2 separate regions of the Anser cygnoides genome follow, and region 2 is linked to region 1. The links are chromatin contacts, called in public Hi-C maps. All regions are on one chromosome and are shown on one strand. Each heading gives the region's core, a stretch centred on a gene start, on an enhancer-like site or on the middle of the called end of the contact. The rest is flanking DNA. Distances are from core to core; before and after follow the strand shown. Region 1 overlaps SPMIP2 (sperm microtubule inner protein 2). Region 2 overlaps RAPGEF2 (Rap guanine nucleotide exchange factor 2).

Region 1 (7,383 bases), core at 2,109-4,608:
TAAGTTCCTGTGAGGCCAGGTCTGAGCTCACCATCTGGGCGCCTCGCAGCAGGTGAAGGTGACCACAGGTCTGTGTCCTTCAGCATGGTCCCCTTCACACAGGGATGGACTGGGAGTCCTGGGCTGTGGGTTTTGCATTAGTTAAGCAAATCGACTGCTGATCCCTTGTTTGCCAGCAGAAATCTTCCCTTGTGTAAAATCTTCCTTTGTGTACTTTCTTGAAGCGGGGTGTCAGACCAGAGCTGCTACCCCTGCCTTGAGCTTCCGCAGCCGGGTGCTGAGGATGAGGGGGAAGCATGGCTCCCCTTCCCACCATTGCCTACTGTTACTTCAGCTTAGCTGTGACAGAGAAGCTGGATCCTGGAGGAGGGGCGAAGTAACAGCTACATCTGGCTGTAATACAGAAACGTGTGTTTTGTAGCACCAGTGCCAATTCAATTTTTCTTTCCCCCAGCTGCAGTCAGTGTAAAAGCAGGTTTCAGCTGGCTTGCCTAGCTCCAGCAGGGCATCAGAGAGCTCAGCGCTGCAGCCCCTGCTGCCCTTCATGGTGCATTGTCTCGGGCCTGGTTCTTACTGCACTGAGGCCCTTACAGGCCTTTGCCCCCACTGCAGCCTGCCGTGAGGGTAGCTGCCACTACTGCTAATTGCAGTAATGTCCTAAGTGGTAACTTCTGGAGAAGTACAGTGCAAATCCGTGCAGTTTCCAGTCTGTGACAGCTTCCTGATCACTGAGGGGAGCCGGCGTCTCCCTTGGCTGTGAGGCCTGCGGAGGGCACCACGCAGCTCTGCTTGCTTCAGGAGGGGACTCGCCTTTCGTATGAGTTATGACCATGACTGTCAAGTGCTCTGAGCACAGGTGAAGGAAGCTGCTGATAAATGAGGTGTAGCAGCTGCTGAATTGCTGTCATGCTGGCTGGGGAAAGGCGAAGTCACCAGAGAATGAAGATGAAGTGCTAAGCATATTTTGCACTCAGAAGGCGGCTCTGTGGAGATGATGGGGAAGAAAGCACCATGTAAAAGGCTTTCTGACTTCTGCTGCAGCTGTTGTTTGTCAGGCCTGATATTCCTCCATGCAAGGAGCTGCCCCTGCTCAGCTTCTTCAGATAGGATCAAAGGGGTCAGCTGGAAAAATCCCTAAAGAGGTGGAACAACTCGAGGAAGAATGCAAAGGGCTTGAGCAGCGGCTACTAGGAAATCGAGGTCAAATAATGCCCTGGTGGCTGAGGCTACACTCAGAAGTCTGAAATCTTAGGACCTATCTATTGTGACTGGGTAAAAGATGGAGTCCACACCTCTTACTAGTTAATCTCTAGTGTGTGAGAAGTGGCTGTGTGCTGACATCTGCAGAAAACAAGAAAAGTTGGTTTCTTCTTCCGGTGCCTTTGGCTCATGTGAGCCTGGGGCTTTGCTCTAGGCCTCACGTCTGAAAATAGCAGCACTCTGCAGTAGCAGGAACCATTCAAACTGTGCTGTGGTCAAGGGATGGGAGCCCAATTGGAACTCAGCCATCTCGTTAATTTAGCCAAAACTTTAATAAGAATACAAGCTTTTGGTTTTTAGATTTCAGTGTACTCTGAACTTGTCCTCAGTTATTTTGCTTGTCCCTCCCTCCCTCCGGTTCAGGGCTCGTGACCACTAGTGCTATTTGTACCTTTTGCAATATGTTATTTCAGTTATACATTAAGTATAGTGGATGTGCAGTTTCTGTAGTTTACTTAACTTGAGCAAAGGAAGCTAGATGATAACTGGCAGCTATTGAAAACTTCCCTTAAAACCAGCAACAGAAACAAAGCTGCCTTCTCTCTTTTGCTATTGCTGGTACCCAATGCTTCCCGGTGCGGTGAAAATTCAATTTAAAATTTTCTGTAAATGTGACCGCTGCGCATCTGAACTTTGAAACTTTAACACTTTGAATTAAAAGCATTTTGATAGTGTAACTCTGATACCCTGCTGTCTTCACAAATCACTCAGACCTAAAGACCCTGGCTGGTCTGCTTTGTGGAGCATCTGACTCCAGCCTAACCACCACGGACTAGATGGACATGCTGTGTTGCAGCTGCTATCTGCCAGAATCTGCTAGAAATCGTATAGCTTCCTACACTTTTAAATGGAAAGCTATTACCACAATTGACTAAAACTTGCTTCTAAAAATACAGTTTTGTAAAATCAGGTATATCGTCATTGGAAATGATGAATGAGGTATGATTGTTTAGTTGCTGGCTAAGTATCTTAACACCTGCACAAGCAAGCATCTTCTCTGCTGTGCTCTTACAGATGCAGTAGCCATATGCAAATAGTTAAAACGCCTGCAGAAATAAGTTTTTTTTCACTACATCTTTAGAGCGCTCCTATTTAACATCAGTTCTCTCTGCATTTCTCACTCTAGAGGTCATGAGTGAGACATGGTATCTGAAATGAAAAGAAGGAACTTTTCTATCTCAGCTCGTTTGAGGATCAGCTAGACAACCACAGCCTCTGTTAACAGTTTTCTCCTGCTTGTTGTGGACTACTGGCAGTGTTGGCCCATCATAAGGGTGCTCATGTTCGTTTTTCCCTGTCAGAGCCCCCAGATGAAGCCCCTCTCTTGATTTAGCAACACTGCTCCCTTAGCACAAAGAAGCAAGGGCAATCCAACCGCACACGAGCGAGTGGTGGCTTCCAGAGGCACGTGAGCGAAGTGGTGATTTAGCCTTTCAACTTGACAGATCTGGGCTCTTTCACCATCTCTGTTTGCCCAGGCATTGTGAAACCTCGTAGCACACTGCAAAATTCCTCAACTGTAATGCCTCTTTCCCAAAGGTGCAATAAGGTGAAAAGTTGGCCTCTCAGCCTGTTGTTTGGCATGCCTGCTGTGAGGTTGTAGGGCAAAGTACATGGCTGATTCATTTCTCTGCCACGAGCCTGCCTGCGCTGAGGTATAATGCGGCATTGCTCCCAGGGGCTCCCAGCTGTGCTGAAGCTAAATATGCGTTTCTTGACCAGACTGATTTCTGCAATTTCTGCATGTTTTGCAAAACAGTTGACGGTACCGCTGAGCAAAATTTACAGCCAGAAGCCTCAGCCCCTTCAGAAAACCAAAGAGGGGTTGCAGTGCGTTGTGTGTATTTCAATAGTTACTAGGGGTCCTGACACGCACGTTGAACTGATGCTAATGTTAATGGTGTCTTTAATCACCCTTTGCAGCTGAAAAATGCTATCACGCCAATGAAACGAAAAGCTTAACCTGCAGAAAAGAAGGGTCTGCAGCCAGCAGTTTGCCTACTTAACAAACTCCTCCGGCTCCCAGCCTGTATCTGTGCTGTCTTAGTATGTGAAAAATGTTCTCCGTGCCACAGTGATGTCATGAGCCCGGAGCCGATTGCTGCTGATGGGTTCCAGCTGGGCTGCTGATTGCTGGGAGGCACTGCAAGCTAAGCACATCCTGCCCTCGTGGAAAAAGCATCCAAAACCTACCTCATTCCCAATGTCCCCTGACCAAAAGCCCTGGTTAGGAAAGCATTGACCTCTGTTATATCTCAAATGCAGCAGCTTGCTGCTCATTTTTGAGCTCTCCCTACCTGCCCTCTTGCTGATTGCTGTGTTGGCTCCATGCAGGTGTCCGCTATCTCAGCTGAAATCTGTATTAATGGAGAAGTTCTCATATTAAGCTGGCCAAGAGATAGGGGCCGTCTTTGGAAAGAAATCCTATTTTGACAAGAGGAGACACTCTAAAGAGATGCTTAATCACTGAACATCAATTGATAATTAAGGTAAAGCTTTATATTGTTCATGTTAGTAACAAAATGGCACACTGCATGGACACACACTGGTCAAGTTACTCTATTCTCTTCCTAACCAGAATCCTTTCTCTGCTGTCACTACCCTATCCGTAATATTTTTTCCTCCAGTTCATCTTGGCATATCTAAAATTAGATGAACAGCTTTCCCAGGCAAGCACCTGTCCATGCGTATCAAGTTTCTGGTGTACTGTTTGAAGGCCACAAATAGATTAGTTAGCTCTTTTCCTTACTGTACCATCTCAAAAGGGAAACTGCTGAGACAAGGTCTTTCAGGAATGTAAATGGCTGTCTATCCTACAAATGAAGAAACAAAGATAAATGTCAGCCACGTGTGACTCCTTGGGAGACGACTCGTTTCCAGCTGGATTGCTTTGGTTCAGACATTCCAAGCCAACGCTGCTTTCACTGTTGAATTAGGAAATCAGGGATTTAACTGATGAATCTGGTGCATGTATTTTCAACAAATTGCATGTGTTTTAGAGCTTCATCTACAGTACAGGGTTTGGAGATGACTTGCGTGCTTCTCTCCTATCTGAAGTCTGGATTCAGTGCAGTAGAAGACCGCAGGTGAAACCTATTTTTTCCAGGCTGGGTGATGTGAAGTGGGCTCTGTGCAAGCTGGGCACACACAGGAGCAGAACGCAGTACATGTATTTGCACGCGCGGCTTCTCAAGAGTTCTGGCTCTTCTTTTGTGGTGAATGCTCTTTGCTAATCCTTCTCACTTAGGACAGAATAATTCCTGATGTTTGTGGTTATTCTTCTTTTGAGGCAGGTTATACACAAACTGCAGTGGCACATCCAGGCTACAGTTTCAGAAACACTGCTTGAATTTAGTGTTGATGAAAGTCTGATGTTCCAGCTTTGAGTCAACGCGTCATGTGTCAGGCTTTCAGCAGCATTAACTTGCCAACACCTATAATAAAATCCTTATCCATCTGGCTATCCTTAACCACAAAACCAACAGAAAATCTCAGTTACTATCCAGCCCCAAACCTGTTTTCTTACTGAACCAATCTGGATGTGTCATAAGCCATTTAAAAGCTCGTATCAGTAATAATCAGTGGTTTTGTTTGAATATTTTGCAATTTAGAATGCTAATTCTCTCTTGAAACTTTCCTTGAGTAAGAAAGCATTGATTATGATTTTTTTTTTAATATATATATCAATTGCATGGATTGGTCCTTAATTGATGTTTAAGATACAGTTATGCAAATAAACCTGTATGTATCAGGATAAGAAACTCATGTCCACATACCATTTATTCTGTAAGGCAATCAGCATTTCTAGGTTGTCAACTCTTTGGTTGATTATTTGCATTCCTACCATGCCTCAGCTAAGAGACAAATCTGATAATCCTTTATGCTGCTACAGTAATTATTTTTTATTACATTGGCAAAGAGAAATTAAAATAGCATTAAGGTTGCAGGGGGCAGCATTCACTGGTAGGAAGAGAGGTGAATGAGAAAACGTGGTTTTACCCCATTGGGTTTTAAAGCTGTTTGCTAGCAGCAGAGGTAGGTTGAGGCCCAAGAGCTATCTGTTCGTTTTCAAGTTCTGAACCAAAATGTGTGTGGGAGAGGACTGATTAAAGAAAAACATCTCCATCTCTCCAGCTTCTGCTTTTGTCTCCTCCTGCCTTACAGCCTTTTCCCCATCCTCTGTTCCTGTTTAGGGGCCCTCCTATTCCCATCTTTTCCCATCTTCATGGCTACCCTCTCACTTCACAGTTTTCATACCTTCTCACTTTAGACCTGGTCTGCCCTTTAACTGTTCAAAAGACCTGGAGCACATGCGATGCTGGGGGAATATTCACTGAATTTATATAATAAATGATTATAGATTTCTTCTGAGGATAACGAACTGTTGCGCCAAGCGGTAGGACTTGGTCAGGCGAAAACTGCTCATGCACAACCTCATCATGGTGGCAAGCTTGAGAAATTTCAAGTCTTGTTTCCAGAGGTGTGAGGGCAAACAAAACCCATTCCTTTTACTGATTTTATTTTTAATAAGGGCAAAGCAACATAATTCCTCAATTCTGAAATAAAGATGATCTGTTATAGCTGAATCTTTAAAAAACTGAGACTGCCTATACACCACCAGGCATTTTAATGGAGTGGTGCATTTGGAAAAGATTTAAATCACCAACAAGCACTTCGTTAAAAGGAACGATAATTACAGGTGTTGCTGCCTCTAATGCTTGGCATACAGAAACCTGACCTACTTTTAAATACCACTCAGGACAAAAATGAGAAGAATGAACATCACAGGTAGTACTGTGTTCCGTGTATCTGAACTGATGAGTATTCATCTTTTTGCTTGAACAACATTTTAAAAAGACAAAAATTCAGCCAACGCAATCAGCAAAATTCTCTTCATTCATTAACTAAGTGCCCAAGAGATAAATGGCAAAGAGCTAGGCTCATCTAGTCAATACGAGGTTGCAGATTAAATGAGGCAATAAATTTACCCCAGATTAAAAGTGAATTTTCTTGTAGCATAAAAATCACCTTTCAAAGTTGTTGGAAACTTTACAGAATGCAGGTCACAATTATAGGAAATAACACTTTGGAGCTATAGATGAGAATACAGAAGTGGTGTACATCTATGGGAATGCCTACAGTCACTGGAACCAGAGTGCTGTGCTGCAGATGTTTGGGTAGGGAGGAGAAACTCCCTGAAACTGAAGAAATGTTAGTTTGTGTTAAATATTCAAAGTTTAGCGCCAAGTAACTATCTCCTAAATAAATGCTGAGGCATGTTACGTACAACTAGTCTAAAAACAATGAAATAGTTTCAGTGTAGTTATTGTTCAGTTTTTTTTTCTTCCCCGAGGAGACTTTTAACAATGCATTTCTCATACATTATCCACTTTATGGAATTATATGTTTTATTTCACATGTGCCTCCTTTAAAATATTCAGTAGTATGTTTTTTAATTTATGACTGAATGCTTCAGCATTCGAGGAGGCAGGTAAATACTGTTTGTCTCATTCTTGTAGCTAAGGCAGCTAGGGAATAGGCAAGTCAATGTTTTGTGATATGATGTATTGGCATTTTGCTTGTGACTAGCAGCCTTCTCAAAACTGAAAGCATGACCTTTTGTGAAATGGCATTCTTTTATTGAACAAATGTGTTTTTAATGTATTCTGTTATAGCTGCTTGCTGTTGTGATTATATGAAATTGAACTGCCTTTTACAACATTAAAGGCTAGAGTGGGAACAAAGGGACTGAGCTGGTTTTCATTCTTTGTTCTCTTCTGCAAATCTGCAAAAAGATTTGTTGTAGCCCGTGCTGCAAACATTAGATCTCAGCTTCTACAGTTTTGCTACGGGGTAGCCTGAAGTCATGAGTTAGTGATATGATAAAAGGCGAAAAACTGAGCTGCAGGGTTTTTTTATCACGTGTGTTTAAAAAAAGTAAAAACGTTTAGTCAGGCCAACTGGATCTTTTCCCATTTGCTTGCAGCTTTAACTGGCACTGTAACCAGCACTGGCTGGGAACAGGTTACGTGAGTTCTTTGTGAAACCCCTTTATGCAAGAGGCAACATCCTCTTTCCTTCAGCTGAAGGCTAAGAAAACTGCAGGTCAAATTTCTGCTTATG
Region 2 (7,258 bases), core at 4,285-6,784, 95 kb after region 1:
GTCATTGTTTAAAAACAAGTTCCACTGTATGTAGTAGCTGATATTTGTTACAAGATTGAATTTCCTCTAGTAGGTTATTGAATCTTATTGCATATAACTAATGGAAAACATGGGACAAATAACACTGTCTCAAAACAGTTTGAGGCCCTCCTTATCATTATTAAAAAAGCAACAACAAACAAACAAAAAAACCTACCCATCGCTAGGAACTGGTGTAACTACAACAAAAAATGTGAATGTTTTTGTGATGAATGTGAAAACGGATAGAACAGCTTCCCACTGTTGGCTATAAATATTGAAAAGGCGCAGAAAGGCAATTATATATATTTGAAATGGTGAATAACTTTAAGTGCCTTTCATAATTATGGACTGTGCAGCGAGTAGGAGAGAGCTTTTGTGGTGAAACCATTTTGTTTGCATTTGGACATGCGACCAAAGACTGAATTTTTGACTACAGAACTTAGCTTTTGTGTTAAGCATTTAATTGTCTGACTTCTATGAGTCTGGAAAGCAGGACAGAAATGCACAGCACTACCCTGTAATTTCCTATGCTCATTAGTTTGTGCACTGACTTCTATGAGATGGCAGGCTTTAATTTCCCGTCTACCCTTTCCATGTTTAACCCCATCGTATAGGATGGTTATAATCATGACTGTCTTAATTTCTTTACTTTATTCGGCTAAAAGCTTCATGACCAGCAGGATATGTTGAATCGATTGTATTAATTTTGAGCTGGTGTTAAAAGTCTGTTCCTGTGGGGTGGGTCATTGAACCTTCTAGTTCAGTCATATATTTGAGACGGTTCTGCTGGCAAGATTGAAAACCAGGAACTGTTTATATCATATGTGAATCTGTGAGGCATTACATGGAAGTAGAGGTTTTTAACCCAGTTTCCATTAGAAAAAAAATGTATAGTGCAAAAATAAAGATAAATGAGATTTTATTTCCAGGGGAGCTTGTTTAAATAAAATATATTTGAAAGACAGGAGGGCTGACTGAAGTGTCCCATTTGAAACATCTTGTTTCTCCACATCTATTTTAACACGATCCTATTGTGTTTCTCCAGCCTCTGAATTTTAGAGGCAGTAATGCAGCTAAAGATTTTTGAGAAGCACGTTTTTGTTCTGTACTGGAAGAATTCCCAGTTAAGACAGACCAGGAAAATGAGAATTTTCCTTTTTCTTTAGGAGGTTTTGGAGTTGTTCCTGATGAGCTTCACGTGTGGGTGCTTCAATTCCAGATTGAATTTGCCTGTTCCTTCTGTTTCCAATTGGGTTTGAAAATTCTTTTCCTAACCCAGAACAAATGTGCCTGCCTTTAGTGGAACTAATAATAACAATTTTTTTGTGTGTCAACAAGTCTAAACAAGATCAATACAGTTTCTAGAGTTCTTTCCCACTGCGTGGATGAAGTAGAGGAAGTGAAGGTTTGTGCTGGGTTGCTGCCCTTCTGGTAGAGGCTGATTCCCAAGCTTAGTCATGCCTGATTACTGTGGAGTAATGTTTTGTCATAGGTTTCCTGAAATACAGTACGTGCTAGTTGAGACAAATTCCTGCAGGTTGAGGATGGTAAATTTTTTCAGAGCTCTGGCCACAAGTTTTAAAGTAACTAATTTAGCATTTGGTGGCTCTAACAGACCTTTAAATTAAAAAGTTGCCTTTCAATCTCAGTCGCCCATTTTGAGTATGGATAAGGAGGTATGTTTTTAGAAACTCCTCCATGCAAATTGTCTCCTCATTGTCTTTGGGAGCTGCAGGTTTGAGGAAAGCTGAGCTAGTGCCTGGAGCAGGCAGTTCAGGAAGAGGCAGAATAAATAGGCAGATGGGTGACAAACTAGGGACAGCAAAGCTGCTTTGCTAACCAGCGGGTGTCTTCCTACCCTCTGTATGTGGCTTTGCACTCCACCTGTCTCCAGTGCCACTTGTTCTTGCTTCCCACCCCTCCACTTTCTACGTTTTTCCTGTGTCAGGCAGAAGAAAAGGGAGAAATTACGATGGCGCTGTGGGATGATGGTGCTTGCTGGAGCAGCTCTGCTGAGCTGACTCCCTGTGCGTCTGTATCAGGAATTTTGAATTTCCTGATGAGCAGCTTGGCTGGGAGGTGGTGGTGCTGCTCCTTCAGAAGGGGAGAACTGTGTTAGGCTGGTTGGTGTTCTTGTCATCCTAGATGACACTTGGAAACTGAGTATATTAAGAATTAGAAATTTTATTCTATGTTCAGACACAAATTATTAGTTGATTGGTTACTTTTTTCCCCCCACAGTTCAAAACAGTATCTATGTAGCTGCCAGTTCAGTCACTTAATTCTGTATTGAATTGGTAAATTGCTTTCTATTACTTTGGCTCTATTTTTTAATGCCACAGATCTCTGTGTAGCATGCTGTGTAGCAGTAGGAATAACGTGCAGAAAAATGCTGCTGTGGCTTGCAGTGAAGTTGAAAAGAATAATTTATCTCAAATTTCAGTGTATTAGTTTGTATTCTGGCTGGCTTCCCATGTGTCAGCACCCCAGCCCTGAATATGAAGGTCCTGATGTGAGGGAAACAATGTCAAAACTCTGTCCTACATGACAAATCCTTCATTTTAATCTCCTCAGCAAATTACTGGTGGCATGGCTCACTGATAAGTCCATGCATACCTGGGCATGCTCCTGCACAGCAACTGTGAGAAAGTTTATTTTTTCTGCTGCCGGGAAGCTGAAGGTAGAGTACTTCATCTTCATTTGTGTACAGCAGGGATTTCGGTATCAGCAGGACTGGATTTTTGTGTCATGCTGTAAGTCTGTTCAGTCTGTACCTGGCTTTGCTCCTGACTTTGACAGCTTAATATTTGCAAGGTGTGAGCTCACTCTCAGAGTAAGGTTTTGCCTTACCTTTTGGTTTTGTCTTGCCTTTGGGTTTGTCTGGGATAGCTGAAGTTGCTGCCGCCCTGTCTGCCCTGGCTTTCCTTCAGAGGCTGTGGTCTCTGAAGGCAGGGCCGTGTATGTCCTCCGGAGCTGCTCTTTGTGAGAGCCTGGCACGTTCGTGCGGACTGGCTCATGTACACAAACCTGCTCAGGAGCAGATGTCTGCTGCGGACACGGACTTTTCTGTTTAAGCTGGATGAGTTGCTGCAGTAGTCTGGCCTGTTTCTTTTGGCAATGCTGGCACTGCTTTGGCCTTAGGGAGCAGTACAGGCAGGTGCTAAATTAATGATAGAGAAATAAATGCTCGGTATAGGTACCTGAATTGCTGAGGGCCAAATGATTTCAGGTGCTGGATGCAATAAAAAAAAAAGGGGAAAAGGACAGGATCCTACAGCTATAAGGAAAGAGACAAGACAAGACTTCAGCAATGTTGGTTTTGATTGTGGCTCACTATTCCTCACTAGGAAGAAAAACTGCGCTTGTTAGTATATGATTTGATGGGGTAAAAAAGCATTAAAATACTTGAAGGGGAAAGAAAGGTTCCATTTTAAGCTAAAATAACCATTCAGCGACATCAAAACTACACGTGCCCCTTCCCTGCTAGCAGTTTCGTAATGCACGTAAACCAGCAGAAGGCTTTAAGGTCCCGCCTTCATCTCCCTGAGCCGGACAACGTGGGCCTCGTGGTGATGTCTCGAGCGGTGCTGAGCACACTGGGGACAGCAGGCGGGGAGCGGCCATTTTCCCAGCAGTGCAACCAGGTGGCTTGGGTGCCATGCTGGGCCTGAGAGGTGTGAGCGGGCTGGGACCGCCTGCACCGTGGCCTCTGCTCGCAACCTGCGTCCTCCCTGGGGGTTTGCTCTCAGGTCCCTCAATCTGAGCTAAAGATGGGTTATTCTGACAAGAGCTGGCCTCTTAACCTGTAGTATATAGTCAGCAGGCAGGTAGTTTGGAGCCTGAGGTGAATATCAGGTGCTTTGAGAAGCTCCTCTTTTTCCCCTCCAAGGAAATAAATTAGGGAATTAGCTTGTATTTTTTTCTTACCCTTTGATTCAAAATGAAACGAGCTATTGTAAGAGTAGGATGAAAGCTTCTCTGCGCTTTCTTTCCATGACTGCACAGAAATGAGCGAATTTCTCACTATCAGAGGAATGAGTATCTCAGACCAGCATTTTGCTTTTCAACTGTGGCAAGGATGATAAACGGTTGAGTTAGGCTGGCAGTTTCACACTTACTACAAAGCGGGATGGAAAAAGTACAAAACTTCGAGGGAGGCTTAAATTTTTCAGTCAAAAGTAGTGAATTTCGAGGTGTATCTATCACTTCAGTAAAGTGAACGTTTCTTAAACTGCTGTGAATTTGGGGGCAATGTTCTGGGTTTGGCTTGTGTAACTGAAATTACCATGTTTGAAACAAATGCAACATCTGTACATAAACAAATGCAGATTTTTATTAGAAATTTGGAGATTCCATTAGAATATTTGGAGATTCCATTGACATATTTTTACAAACTGTTGCCAAGATCTTTATGTAGATCTCAGTTCTTGTAGCAAGATCAGCCAAGTCTTTACATTGTCATTGCAATCATCTTTTTTCAATTGATAAAGTCAGAAAGCAGAAAGCTGGTGGTTTCTCAGTACTTTTTGTATAAATCGCCCTTGCTGTCGCAGAGTGTTTAACCAGTTGTATCGGTTATGGTGAGCTTTGCTCCTTCTGACTTACAAGCTGTTATAAAGTATTCGATTCTTTTTTTAAATAAGAGAAACTATAAAGAATTACTTTCTCTGAACTTTTGATGGCTCAGTCTGCCACCTTGTGGTAATTTAAGTACATATATTGTAAAAACAAAAAATACATCAGACTGCTGCCATTCGTATGCTTTTATACATTCTGGGGATTAGCGTTAACATGCTGTGGTCCTGAAAACTACTTATCTCAAAAGATGTTTAAGTCCCAGTGTTGCTGAATTTAATTGCATCTTTTAAGGATTTTCTCAACTATTCTGCTTAAATATAAAGACAGATCGTGTCCATGAAAGAGAAAGTTCTTTTCCTGAGAATTTTGAATTTTTAGCTTTTTGGCAATTGTCTATAATACCAAAATTGAAAAATTTCGTAGCCTAAGTTTGTGTGTATGTGTGAATTTTTTTTTGGGGGTAGAGGAAAGGTGGCTTTTATTCTGCCACTGTTTCAAACATTCTGAATTTACTTAGGATTTTAAAAGATGTGGTGCAAATATTTCTGAAGGACTCCTGCATTCCATTAACTCACTTTTAATCAAGACGTTCAAACAACACTAAAACATCCATGTTTGATAAAAATGTTTGCTAACTAAACAAAGCATAGCTTTTCCAGAGATAAATTGAAAACAGAGGTGACTAACGGGGATACTGTATTAATCTTTGGATTATTTTTTTTCAAATTGCTTTCCTACTTTTTAATGCTGCTGAACGGGAGTGTGCAGCGCCTACTGGCAGTATATGAAAATATATTCAGTGCTTTTGGCTGGCTCTTTTTTTTTTTTTAATCTTGCACAGTTATGCAGAATTTAATGACAGGGTTGATACTTGAATTTGTTACTTAAATTTCAGTGCTAAGCTTTTGGTGCTAGAGGGAGCTGTTTGCTGTTAGACACCCTGTGGGAAGGTTCTGCCTGAAGAATGGGCTGCAGCTCTTATCAGGAGCTGTTGTCTGATCCAGTGCTGGTGCACATCACCTGCAATGCTGAAATGTCTGTTGGTTTCAACAGGAGAACAAAAGGTCTGCGGATCCCTTTTACCATGCACTTTTGCTTTTACAGCTGTGGGTCCATGTAATCAGGCATCTTCAGTGGTTCTTCTGTCAGGCAGTGAATCCTTCACTGCATGTAAAACCCACGCCACTACAGAGAAACCTCAGTGCCAGCGCTGAGGGCAAAGGGTTATTCTCCTTTTCAGCGCCTGTCTGTTGTTACACAGGCTTGCTGAAAACAACTTACAGCAGCACCTTCTGACCAGGCTTTTGCTAGTAGCAATGGGTTATGTGGAAGTCTGATCCCCAGTGATCCACTCCCAGCTCCCTGGGGCGGCTGGTGGCTTGGGCAGCTGAGGCACTGCAGTGCCACTAGGACAGACGGGCTTGTGGCTCCTGGGGGTCCCTGCAAGACAGCAGCAGACATGAGCTTTTATATGTTTTTATTAGTATAAAATGGGGGTGTGAGGGAAGGTGTAGAACAAACCTGCAAGTAGCTGTTTTTTTTTCCTCCTCAAAGTCGCATGTACAAGGTCCCTCCATCCCAGATCATGCATAATTGTCTTTGTCCTTCACGCATCCTCTGCTCCTCGCAGGAGGACCAAAGCCTCCAGAGGACAAGGGAACAGAAGGACCAGAACAGAAGTGAAGTCAAAGTTTTCACTTGTGCATTTCTTCTGCTTTTTCAAACTGAGTTTTTCCTTTTTTTTAGTGTGAGGAAAAAATCATTCTTTTAGGTATTGAATGAAAGACATTTATTTAGTTTCAACCACTGACTGTAACTCCTGGTGTCTTTGCTTATCTGTAGAGTGGTTTAAACAAGTACAGTAACACTTGTACAATAATATACTAAACTACATCATATTTTTATTTTTCTTAATTAACATTAACTTCTCCTGGGGGAATTCAGAGCTCAAGTCTCCTTCAGAGCATCTCACATGGCATTCTTTCACTGTGCCTGGACACTGAAGTATCTCTGTACTCGCATTCAGTTTTAAATAAAGTTTTCACAGTGACAAAATATTTCACAAATTATTAGTTTTGAGAAACTGCATTACTTGAAAACATATTCTTATAGTGAGTTACAAGGGTGTTAGTTTATTCTCAGCTTTCTGTCAGCCTCAGCTAGTTGTTGTGAGCTACTGGTTTGTTTTTCAAAGAACCAGTTTAAAAAATGGATGGTGAAACAGTATCAAATCCATGAGCCAAAGTTAAATCATCATAGATGTTGTGGGCTGAAATCAAGCTTTAAGTGTTGTAGTGATCTAACATCAGCAAACCCTTGAGATTGATGTTAATACTTCCACAGTTGCATCTTGGGAAGTTTTAGTCTTGGGTGATGTTTTCATCTCTTTATTAATTTTTTTTTTGTGTCTGGGTTTCAGAGTTCCACAGTAAATTTAAAACTAAATGTAAAATTTGTCATGTAATTAGTATTTAATTTATTTTTTTTTGGTTATTTCATGCCAATAATTGACTGTTCATGCCATCTTTTTTCTCACTTAAGCTTGTGGTTTAGCTTCCATTTGACAAAGGTACAATTTTTTAAACATTTACACTGGGTTATTTTGCAGACTATTTTTGCACTTTTTTCTTTTCCCTTGAACTTGAAAAGACTATTTTCT

Evidence for each region. A called contact is a pair of places that touch in the nucleus more often than the background predicts.
Region 2: a contact with region 1 is called in a Hi-C map of liver, with 4 times the contacts expected there. The contact joins two enhancer-like sites. A contact is called at or near these places in 4 of 7 Hi-C or Micro-C datasets (granulosa cells and liver).

What each region holds. Positions count from the first base shown.
Region 1 is chr4:49,980,898-49,988,280 of Taihu_goose_T2T_genome, forward strand. All of the region lies in intron 3 of SPMIP2 (sperm microtubule inner protein 2), which reads right to left. Among named protein-coding and RNA genes, the nearest start is that of SPMIP2, 27 kb to the right of the region's middle. Within about 2 kb of position 3,359, at least 2 of the 3 cell types and tissues checked have open chromatin away from gene starts, as enhancers often do.
Region 2 is chr4:50,073,612-50,080,869 of Taihu_goose_T2T_genome, forward strand. The region is part of intron 1 of RAPGEF2 (Rap guanine nucleotide exchange factor 2); the gene reads left to right. Among named protein-coding and RNA genes, the nearest start is that of RAPGEF2, 51 kb to the left of the region's middle. Within about 2 kb of position 5,535, at least 1 of the 3 cell types and tissues checked has open chromatin away from gene starts, as enhancers often do.